2 separate regions of the Rattus norvegicus genome follow, and region 2 is linked to region 1. Evidence: chromatin contacts called from public Hi-C data. All regions are on one chromosome and are shown on one strand. The core of a region is the stretch at or near the end of the contact, and the rest is flanking DNA. Distances in the headings are between cores, read along the strand shown.

Region 1 (5,567 bases), core at 3,000-5,499:
GCAGGTGGCCCCTATGGGCATCATCCAGGGCTAGCTGTCCTTCAAGCGAACCCAGGACATCTCTAGACGATCTCTGTGAGAGAGAGATCTCCAAACACAGAATACCAACTGTGTTGCTTCATCCGGCTTCTTGAGTTGCACAAAGGGAGGAAATCATTACTTAGGATAGCAAAGGACAGCAGGGAATTTGAACACACTCTTGGAACAAAGTTCTGATGACCCCACCCACGCCAAGCTAATAACAGGAAATAAGGATAGGTCATGTGATTGCCAAGCACTGTCCCAAATCCTTTCTGAGATCAGTGTCCCTAAGCCCATGAAACCCTGCAGCTCAGGAAGCAGCTAGAGATGTGCTATGGAGTGTAACATTGTGATGCCAAGTATGGTACTGTAGGAAACAACTACTTCAGGAGGCCAGTCGAAACTGCTCTAATTAGGGTTAGAAATGGTGTCAACAGCACGGCATCTGGCTCATTAATTATCTCCCATGATCAATTATAACTCCACAAATAAATTTAATGTAAAGGTTTTTTTTGTTTTTTTTTTTGTTTTTTTCAAAACGGGGCCTTACTTTGTAGCCCTGGCTAGCCTAGAAATCAGGAAGTAAGTAGATCAGGCTATCCTCAGACTCAGAGATTCATCTACCTGTGCCTGTGCCTCCTGAGTGCTCATTGGGAATTCATAAAAGCCATGGTCTGAAGAAACTATTTCTTTAGAGCCCACCATATCTTACTTTGCAAATAGAACAATATGTCTTGGAGGAATGATAAGAAATTAATCTTGAGCTTGCTGGCCAAGATTCACCCAGAATCGGATGTTCTCAACATACGTGCAGAACACAGTGCCAGTTTCACTGGTTATCAGATACTGAATTTGCCTTTCCAACTGAGGGTCTTGATTTGGGTGAATTAGCTGAGTGTGGGAAAAAATAACGTTCCTTTCATAATATCCTATTGAGATGAGTTATGAGTTCATACTGGTGAAATTACTACCCAAGTGTAGACTCTGCAGGAAACTGACTTCTGTTCAGTTTTAGTATAAAGAAGAAGCATAAGAAATTATCACCCATAAACGCTATATCAAATATTCTTGATCTCAAGAATAGGGCAGGTATTCTTCGGAAAGGTAGAATGACCCCAATTTCAGGACACTGTAGGAGCTCAATGGAGTTTTTGTAGTACTATTGTAATTTATAAAGGCATAACTAACTCAACAACAGGAAAGAATTATCTTCCTTGATTATAAAACACTTCTGTAGAAGCGACTTTGAATTATTACTTATAAAATTAACTTCATGATCAGAAAATCCATGAGCATTCTGCCAGATGCCAGATGACCATATAAGGCTGTCTCCAAAACTCCTATTGTCCACCTGACTGCTCAATACAACTGAACCCCACCCCCATCCCCCCCCCTGCTGTTGGATCAGAGATGATGCTGATGAGGCAACCAGAGCAACATGGGAAGCCAGGCAGAAAAACACAACAGGTCTAGGCTAAGAATTACAGGTAGAGACTGAAAGTGAATAAAGCCTGGTAGGCTCAGAAGCCCACTGAGCAGTCAGGAATGAAGATAGAGTTTGTGGGTTAAGAACCAAGCCAGTAGTCAGGAAGCAAAAAGCCCACAAGGACCAGAGACCGTTGATAGTCAACATCCCAGCAACTGAGTCCAAACACTGAGGGACAAGGCACCATGATGAACGCCTTAGAACCAAAGCACTTGCTACTTTGGGAGAGACTCTCGCTTCACTTCTCTGAGAACAGATTACACATGCCCATTCCAGGCTGTCCAGGTAGAAGGAGATCTATGCCAAGCTACTTACATACATTGCCTAACAGAGGCCAGAACTGGAAGCTAGCCATATCATCTCAGGGCAGGGCACAGCTGCCAGGAAAAGAGTCTAAGAATCTGTGGAGGGGGAGGGGTGGGAACCGACCAACTTTGTTGTTTTTGTGTGTGTTTCTGTATGTGTATGTGCATGTCTGTGTGTGCATGTCTGTGTGTATTTGTGTGTGTGCATATCTGTGTGTATTTGTGTGTGTGTGTACATGTGTGTCTGTCTGTGTGTGTTTCTGTATGTATGTGTGTGTTTTTGTATGTATACATCTGTGTGTGTGACTATCTGGGTGTATGTAAGTGTGTGTGTGTGTGTGTGTGTGTGTGTGTGTGTGTGTGTGTTTCTTAGCTATACACAAATATATTAGAGCAACTGCAATATAAAAATGGTGAACACTCTGCCTCTCCTACAAATGTTATTGGAATGGAAGGACTGTTTAATTCGAAAGAGCAGCCACAGTTCTGTCAGCCCTGGCACTCCAGAAGAACAGAGGTTGAAAAAACTAATTGTTTTTTTTTTTTAATTATTTAAACATATGGCTTTAATTTGTAGTTCTTTTTTAAAAGAAAAAACTGTTGGTTTTTCTTCACAATTAAAATATATACTTATTAATCAAGACTTCTAAGGTCTCTGTTTAAAGGCAATAACTGAATCATCTCCCTTATCTCCCTTTTTAATCAGATATAGTTCTAGGAATAAACACAGACGATTTGAATTTTAATGATTTCTAAAACAGATACTTGACTGTGTAAAAAAAAAGAACTCAGATATTTCAGTTTTTCTAGGGCAAGGGAGAAATTATTGCAGAGGTTACCCTGTACAATGGAAAAAATCTCGAACTCAGTGTCACTTGGCTAGTCCCTCTTCATCCCTGGTCCCCATCTCTTTACGCAATAATAATACAGATTTTGCAAGTTCCAGTGAAAATTGCAGAGCATGCCCGCAGAGTATCTGATGCAGTGTTTCACAGGTGTTTGATGAATCAGAGCAAATGTTATTATTAGCTCGCCTATCTAAGGCGTGCCCCATCATCCTCCACTGTAAACACATTGCTTCCTCGTCGAAAGAACAGACTGCACAGCTAGAAAAGCGCCCAGGTAGAGTGGCCGAAATTCCATTTTAAGGGCAGAAAATTGGGCAACAATCCCAGCCTAATCTCCGGGCAGCTTCGTGAATCTGAAAGACAGCAAACTTCTGTATCTTTGCCCCCTCATCTGAAAGTCGAAGGTGTCGAACCTAATTCCAGATATAAAGGTCTCTGGTGGCTGTCTGATTACCTTGCTGCTAGAGAAAGATTGTCCTTCTCTGAGGACAGCCCCTTCCGAGATGACCAGATGTTGCCTCGTGTAGTAGTCCATGCTCTGCCTCTCACCCCCAATCCTGACTCTGATCTCTGGACTCTGCCCCAATGGCAGAAATGGACTGAGATCAGTAAGACCTGATACAAGCGCACCACTGACACCCACTCCCCCTGAGATCTGGGATAATGTGCTTACGTTATCCTAAGCCTCGGTTTTCTCCTCTGGAAAAGTACAAGAGTAATAATCACTTTGTGGGGTTTTTAATAAAGATTAAATGATATGTATATGGAAAATGATTTAAGAGCTGTACGGCGCTGTGCAATGTTAATACAGCAACCATGATTATTGGTGATTAATGTCATTGGAAGCCTATGGATAACAGCCCAAGAAGTTGGATTCTGAGTTGAACACTTGAGAGTCATCAATCTCAGCTCCCGCCCCTTGTGGATTTTGTGAGTTCCGTGGAATCAGGTAGAATGACATTGAACTTTGCTATAATCGGGTATTGATTCTGGTTTTCCTAACACAGAACAGAGGTTTGTTTAAACTTTTACTTAGAGGCAAGTGACAGGAACTGGTTTTAATGGTCCGGAAAAGTTTTCACCCCCATTAGCAATACCCTACCCACATGACCTGAGGTTTCCCTATTTCGAGAGGCAATTGCAGAATTTCTGGAGAGCTACCTTATACTAATGGTAACAAATCCATCAGTTGCTGGAAAGAACCGTGGGCCGGCTGCGGCATACCTCTACCCCAAAGCGTTGTGGGGCTTTTCCTCAGTACAGCAGCTTTCTGTGGTTGTAAGGAAGCTGTAGGAAAAGGCTAAAAGAAGCTGAGCGTGCCTGTGAGTTCCTCAGATGTGTCCTGACATGCCTGGCTACAGTGCTGGTGCAGTGTTACGAACCCCCTTCCAGAATTTTCTCCTGCGTACCAAAGGTGAAAAGCTATTTATTAATGAAAGGTTTTGAACAGTTACTTTAGGATGGACTTCCAGGTGTTAAGTTTCCTGAGCAGTCAGCCCTGTGAAAGCTTTCGTCCCTCTCTCCCTCCCACCCACGTCAGCCTCTTGCTCAATCCCCTCCCCCCTCTGACCTTCCTATCCACACCTGCAGATCACATGCCCCCAGACAGACAAGCCTGGACCCACAAACAGAAGAGTAAGCAACTACTCAAATGGTGTAACTGGAGACACACCGCAATCCCCACTGCCCAAAATATCTTCCCCACCAAATGCCATGGTGCCGAAAATTCCCAGGATTGAATTCACTGCTACTCAGAACTCCTCCCCTCACCTCGCCTTCTTTCCGAGTGTCTGCACGGTGTAAGCTCACTTTATTGTACTCTATGTGAGCCACGTACCACTGACGTATCACCCAAAGCCTACAGGATTCTCCCAGCAGTAAACCATCTCTATTGTCAGGGAAGAAAATCACAAAGCTTAATATGTACCCGCTTTAGGATATGCATTGCCCAATGCTTAAACACTCCTTCTATGACACCACTAATAATCTGAAAGGTCCAGCCCTCAGCTGAACCTTGTCAGCCTTTCCACTTCCATCCCATCCCCAAATGACTAGGCTCAGGGCTGCCCCCTACTGGAGGACCGCAGTGAGCTGAAGGCATGGGCATGAACTTCACCAGGCCTGAGATCTTGCTGCTCCTTACCTCTGTTCACCTGGAAAGTTGCTTTGAAGCTCTCCTCTTATGGAAAAGGCCACTGGTGAGCCTCCCAGCTCCATAGTCAGCCCCACTAGATGACCTCACACCACATACTGGCTTAATAAAGGCACACACACACACACACACACACACACACACACACACACACACGACAGGTCCTCATCCTCCGAAGTGGCTTAACACTTACCCACTGAGGTGAGGCTTCTGTTTTTAAAGAATGCCAAAGGAAGAATAAGATAAGACAGAGGAACCACATAGGTGATTTTTTTTCATCTTATTTTCTTACAAAACTGACTGGTTAATTCAGCTCTGAGCTTGCAAACAGCTACACAGAAAAGGTATTAACACAAAAGGACACTGTGTGTGGTAGCTCACATCTGTAACATCAGCATTAAGGAGGCTAGGGAAGGGCACCAGAGCAGGACTCCCAGACTAACCTAGGAAAGATGGCAAGGCCATCACAAAAATGAAACTTTTAATTCGTTTTCTAAAACAGCGTGAGGTGATCAGCACTTCCTGATATCCAACGTAAGTTGATGTGATGCACTTGACCCTCAAAGCTATCCAAGGAACCTAGGGTGGTAGCTCAGGCCAAGAAAACCAGCACTCAGGAGACTGAAGTAGAATTGTTTCCAGTTCAAGGCCAGTTGGGACTGTATAGAGAGTACTAGGACAGCCAAGACTACACAGCAAGACCTTTTCTCAGAAAATAAAAACCACACACCAAACAGAGATGAACGTTCCTGGGC
Region 2 (6,104 bases), core at 941-3,440, 43 kb before region 1:
CTCCAGATACATGACTCTCAAAGGTCTTTAGAATTTTGTTCTCAAACTGGAATTCTAAAAGGGAGAGTATCAGAAGCCCACACCTGAACCCCGTGAATGACCAGCTATCTCCAAAGTAGGGCTGTCCACCTCAGAGAGACTCATCACAAAAGATTCCAGCAGCAGAGGGTAGGGTGGCTGGGATATGCTTCGGCAAGACAGTGCCAGTCAGCCTGAAGTTAGAGTCTTGATTTCAGAGGGTCAATAATAAAGTTAGTCATGAAACTGCTCAAATTTGTTCAAGCCAAAGGTAACTTTATTGATTCATGAATCTGGAAAGTTCAAGTACAGGTTTTATTCCAGAAAAGAACTGATTCTGAGCACAGTGTAGTCAGTGCTCCATCACTCTGGGTTGCCCAAAAAAAGACTTGCACAATGATTCCAGTTGACATGCAACATGGACAGAAACATTTCACAAAGCCACACCCATATATGAAGAGCTAGAGGTAATCAGCTGCTGAGAAAAGGACAATCCGTTTTCTTCAGGGATAGACCTCCTGATAGATTATCCAGTCTCAAGTGTTCAACAAAATACAAGAAACACTAAATGTAATCAGTAAGATGGATTACTGATAGATGATAGATAGATAGATAGATAGATAGATAGATAGATGGATGGATGGATGGATGGATGGATGGATGGATGGATAGATAGATAGATAGATAGATAGATAGATAGATAGATAGATGTGTATGTGCATATAAGGCTAATTATAAGACATCATGAATTCGAGGGAGAATTGGGGGGGATAGTAGAGGATTTGAAGAGGGAGGGATAGAAAGGATATAAGTACACCATTCAATATGACATTCTGAAACAAAAACAATAAAAAATTATTCTCCTTTCTGTGCATCTGGTTTCTCATCTGTGTGAGGGAGAAGGATTATGTCTAAAAATTTTTTAATTAAATACACATACACACACCGTGGGTAAGTCAGGTTCTCTTTGATAAAGAGTAGTGGGATGCACATGCTGGAAGCCTTACATTTAAATTCCATGCTCTAGTGCTGAGGACCACAGAGCAGAGAAGTGAAAGGCCATATTCACAAAACAGATCTACAACATCTGCTGGGGTTAAAAGGTTCATAAGGAGGGACAAGGGAGAGAATGTAATCCCAGGAGGTGCCTCAGGACTCACAACAGTCAGTCAAGGGCCACAGCTGCGGCTTGATAAACACATCACCGTGTGTTTCATACTTCAGTGCCCGCCAGTTCAAAACATTGGGGCTGAATACCCTACCAACATAGACTGCATTGATCTGTTCTGGAGATAGCACAAAGTCCCACATGTTCACATCTCCAATGTCTCCCACCAAAGACTGATTCGCGTCAAAGCCACCGCCATACGAGTCCTGCTCCTGCCCCAAGATGATGCTTGCATTTGTCCCCACAATGTAGCCCTTCTGCAGACTTTTCCGCACCCTGGGTTTCCCGTCAAGCCAAAGCTCTACAATTCCTGTAGCAGACTCCCAGGTGGCACAGATGTGTGTTGGTACCTCAGGAATTTCTGAAGCACTGAACAGTATTTCAGGCCCACCTACTGCAATACTAAACCCTTGACCCCTAGTCCAAAACAGAAGAATCTCGTTAAAGCTCGTCTTGGTAGCGTAAGAGAAGATGCTGAAGCTTCGGCTCACATCAGCGTGGGCATAGAGACACACAGTGAAGGCTTCCAGTGGCTTCTTTGACTCTGCTTCCAGGGACACATAGGCAGTAGCTGACACTCCGGGAAATACGAAGGCCTGTTTAGACATGTCTGTGAGACAGAAAACCAACAAAGTGAGTAGTTTCTCAGATAATGAAGACGTATCCTCCCTTACAAGTAGGGTTTGGGATCAAGAGACATCTGACCCTCTCCCAGGTTCCTTATGGAACACAGCTATACCTGATCCTGATCCTTGAATTCCTCATGTAAAATATTAGGCTCCCATCGTCCTCCCCTAGGGAAAAAAAAAACTTTATAATAGCTCCTACCTTCATGACCAAAAGCCTGAGAGAAGCTTATCGTGATCAGAAGACACCATAGTAGCTTCTCCATGGCTGTCGACTCTGCTGGGATCCGGACTAAGAGGACAGAGCTCTGTCTGAAAGATCAAGGGCAAGAAGTCCTGGATCCCCTGCCTCAGGCACAGCCCATCCTTAGATTTATAACTGTAGCAGATGGAGAGGCTGAACCACTTTGTAAATGATTTCCTAACACTGCCTCTTGGGGTAAACATCAGACCACTGGGAGGAAGGGAAGCAAAAAAAAAAAAAAAAAAAAAAAAACATTCTAGAACAGAGAAATCGATGTGGGTTATTTATTGCAAACTCCTGTGACCCCTGAATCACCAGTTTCTGTGTGACAGGAAAAATGAGAAACCTTCCCAAGGCTCCATTTTGCCTATCTATATTGAGAAAATAATGGGAAATTTTAGCTTAATAGATGAGCGCTCATGAGTGTGCATGCGATGGTTGAATCCCCAGGGTCTGCTAACCTCTTCTGGAAGCTGCTCCTTCCCATACTGGGAAATGAAGAAAACAAGTATTCCATTCCCAGAACCAAGAACAAACTTTCCCTGGCCAACTGCACAGACTTATCAGAGACCTTTGACTGAAGAGAACACCTGTCCTATCCCAAATGTACTATGGCTCAATCTCGTGAAACGGACTGGGTTTTTGTTTGTTTGTTGATTTGGTTTTTATTTTTTCTTTTTTTTAATGTGGAAGCATCAGGGAGAATTCAGAATGGTTAACATTTGCTTCTTTTGTCCAGAATCTAAGTGGTCCCTCCACACTGCCTAACAGTTAAGCAGTTTTCTGCTTACCTGAGTCTTCTAGTTGAATACCGTGCTCCTTCACCTTGTTCCTGAATCCCTCACAATCTCATTCATTCTTTCATTCCATTTATGAGTCACCCTCTAATTGAGAAATTAGAGGGAAAAATACTGTATCCCCTGAAGCAGAGAGCCATTCATTCAGTAATTCCGTTTTAAGATGGATGCATTCTCATCCTACCCAAGACTACTAGATTTCTCAGCCTCAGCTACAGGTCAGAAAAGAGACACTCTCTAGGCTGCACCTTTACAGTAAAGATTCATGACTTCCCTTTCATTCCTTTCTTGCCTTCTGGTGGGGGCTGATGAGAGAGAGAGAGAGAGAGCAATCACCTTCCCCATCTTCCCCATAACAAGCTGCAAGTAGAGGCTGGCACAGCAACTTAATAGGTTGAACCGGGGGTTGGGGATTTAGCTCAGTGGTAGAGCGCTTGCCTAGCAAGCGCAAGGCCCTGGGTTCGGTCCCCAGCTCCGAAAAAAAAGAAAAAAAAAATAGGTTGCACCAGTAAATGTTATCATAGAGCCATTGTTTCAACCCTTAAATATCATCTACCCAAATATTTTCTTGAAGAATATGCAAACTTATATTTTGTTAAGTCGCTGAAAATTGGTCATTCTCATATTGAAGCTTGGTTGCTACCACTCTGTATCTTTCCATCATAAAATCTACCTGCTTTTCTGACTCCTCATAAGAAATAAACAGTTGCACAATGCATCTAAGGTCAAACTTGCACCTTTGTAACAGGCCCAGATGGCCCAACACCCAATGAATGTTGCCACCAAGTGTTTCTTTCTGCTTTACGCATCATTAATTTCACCTTCATTCTATCATTTCCCCAAACGCCAAAACTATAATAAACATTGCATTTTAGAGAAAGAAGAGAAAGACAAAGGGAAAAAGAAGGAAGATAGAAAGGTTATTTGTAACCAAGACCTCCATTGTTCCAATCTCCCTCCTTAACTCAAGGATTTCTGGTTCTGACATCAATCACTGAAGAAGAAAACAACAACACTCTCTCTCTTTCTCTCTCTCCCTCTCTCCCAATAACCGATTTTTTTTCTGGGTTTTTTTTTTAATCTTATACAACACCTGACATTCGGCACAGTTCTTAACTCTTTCTAGAATTTTTAAACGTTGTTTTTAAAATGAACAAATGTAAAGGCCTTAAGAAGTGATTTCTGGCCCCTCCACTCCAATTTTGACTCCCAATTATGAGAAACAATCACATCGAGTCTCTGAACTTATCTGTTACAAGTGCCCTTACTGAACTCTGATCTTCAAAAGTAGGTTATTCACAAATCCCTTTGTCTTAATTTACATATTGCAGTTGGTTTGTGATATTTACACATCTCGAAGAGCTTAAGAAAATAGAAACACCTTTGTAGCAATCCTTGAACCAAAGACCATGGTTTCATACTGGCCATCTCCTGCCCTGAAACATCCTGGTATCTTTACATAGGAAACCTTTTACATGGAAACAGCATTTAAACTGAGCCACAAAAACTGAAGTAAGAGATTCAAGAATGTCTTATCTTCCTTTCCTGTTGCTATGATATAAAATGGCTGACAAAACCAACTTAGGGGAGAAAGGATTTATTTTAGTTCACAGTTCCAAGTTACAGTCCATCATAACAGAGAAGAGAGACAAGAGCTTGAGGGAATTGATTATATCACAACCATAATCAAAAACAGAACAATGGATGCACACATGCTTGTTCTCAGCTCACTTCTCCATTCTCATGCAGTTCAGTATCCCCTGCCTAGGGAATTGTGCCACTCACAGTGGGCAGCCTTCCCACCTAAGTTAAGATCACCCAACTCCCACAGATCAACTTGATCTAGACAATCCTTTACTGAGACTCTCTTCCCAGGAGATTCTAGATTGTATTAAGTTGAAAATTAAAATTAACCATCATAGAGACTAAGGGAATAATATAACATATTTACCAACCTCCAAACTTTATTTTCTTTTTTTTTTTTTTTATTAACTTGAGTATTTCTTATATACATTTCGAGTGTTATTCCCTTTCCCGGTATCCGGGCAAACATCCCCCTCCCCCCTCCCCTTCCTTATGGGTGTTCCCCTCCCAACCCTCCCCCCATTGCCGCCCTCCCCCCACCAGTCTAGTTCACTGGGGGTTCAGTCTTAGCAGGACCCAGGGCTTCCCCTTCCACTGGTGCTCTTACTAGGATATTCATTGCTACCTATGAGGTCAGAGTCCAGGGTCAGTCCATGTATAGTCTTTAGTTAGTGGCTTAGTCCCTGGAAGCTCTGGTTGCTTGGCATTGTTGTACATATGGGGTCTCGAGCCCCTTCAAGCTCTTCCAGTTCTTTCTCTGATTCCTTCAACGGGGGTCCCGTTCTCAGTTCAGTGGTTTGCTGCTGGCATTCGCCTCTGTATTTGCTGTATTCTGGCTGTGTCTCTCAGGAGCGATCTACATCCAGCTCCTGTCGGCCTGCACTTCTTTGCTTCATCCATCTTGTCTAATCGGGTGGCTGTATATGTATGGGCCACATGTGGGGCAGGCTCTGAATGGGTGTTCCTTCAGTCTCTGTTTTAATCTTTGCCTCTCTCTTCCCTGCCAAGGGTATTCTTGTTCCCCTTTTAAAGAAGGAGTGAAGCATTCACGTTTTGATAATCCGTCTTGAGTTTCATTTGTTCTAGGCATCTAGGGTAATCAAGCATTTGGACTAATAGCCACTTATCAATGAGTGCATACCATGTATGTCTTTCTGTGATTGGGTTAGCTCACTCAGGATGATGTTTTCCAGTTCCAACCATTTGCCTACGAATTTCATAAAGTCGTTGTTTTTGATAGCTGAGTAATATTCCATTGTGTAGATGTACCACATTTTCTGTATCCATTCCTCTGTTGAAGGGCATCTGGGTTCTTTCCAGCTTCTGGCTATTATAAATAAGGCTGCAATGAACATAGTGGAGCACGTGTCTTTTTTATATGTTGGGGCATCTTTTGGGTATATGCCCAAGAGAGGTATAGCTGGATCCTCAGGCAGTTCAATGTCCAATTTTCTGAGGATCCTCCAGACTGATTTCCAGAATGGTTGTACCAGTTTGCAACCCCACCAACAATGGAGGAGTGTTCCTCTTTCTCCGCATCCTCGCCAGCATCTGCTGTCATCTGAGTTTTTGATCTTAGCCATTCTCACTGGTGTGAGGTGAAATCTCAGGGTTGTTTTGATTTGCATTTCCCTTATGACTAAAGATGTTGAACATTTCTTTAGGTG

The links. A called contact is a pair of places that touch in the nucleus more often than the background predicts.
Region 2: a contact with region 1 is called in a Hi-C map of liver, with 10 times the contacts expected there. The contact joins the promoter of Crp here to the enhancer-like site in region 1. A contact is called at or near these places in 4 of 12 Hi-C or Micro-C datasets (hepatocytes, kidney and liver).

What each region holds. Positions count from the first base shown.
Region 1 is chr13:87,650,218-87,655,784 of GRCr8, reverse strand. No RefSeq gene overlaps it. Among named protein-coding and RNA genes, the nearest start is that of Dusp23, 21 kb to the right of the region's middle. Within about 2 kb of position 4,249, at least 4 of the 93 cell types and tissues checked have an H3K27ac peak or open chromatin away from gene starts, as enhancers often do. A contact at or near this core is called in hepatocytes and liver, where this site is marked.
Region 2 is chr13:87,690,148-87,696,251 of GRCr8, reverse strand. It overlaps Crp (C-reactive protein), which reads right to left and starts at 2,190. Exons shown (of 2, transcript NM_017096.4): 1 at 2,015-2,190; 2 at 274-1,796. The coding sequence starts at 2,078. The coding sequence ends at 1,168.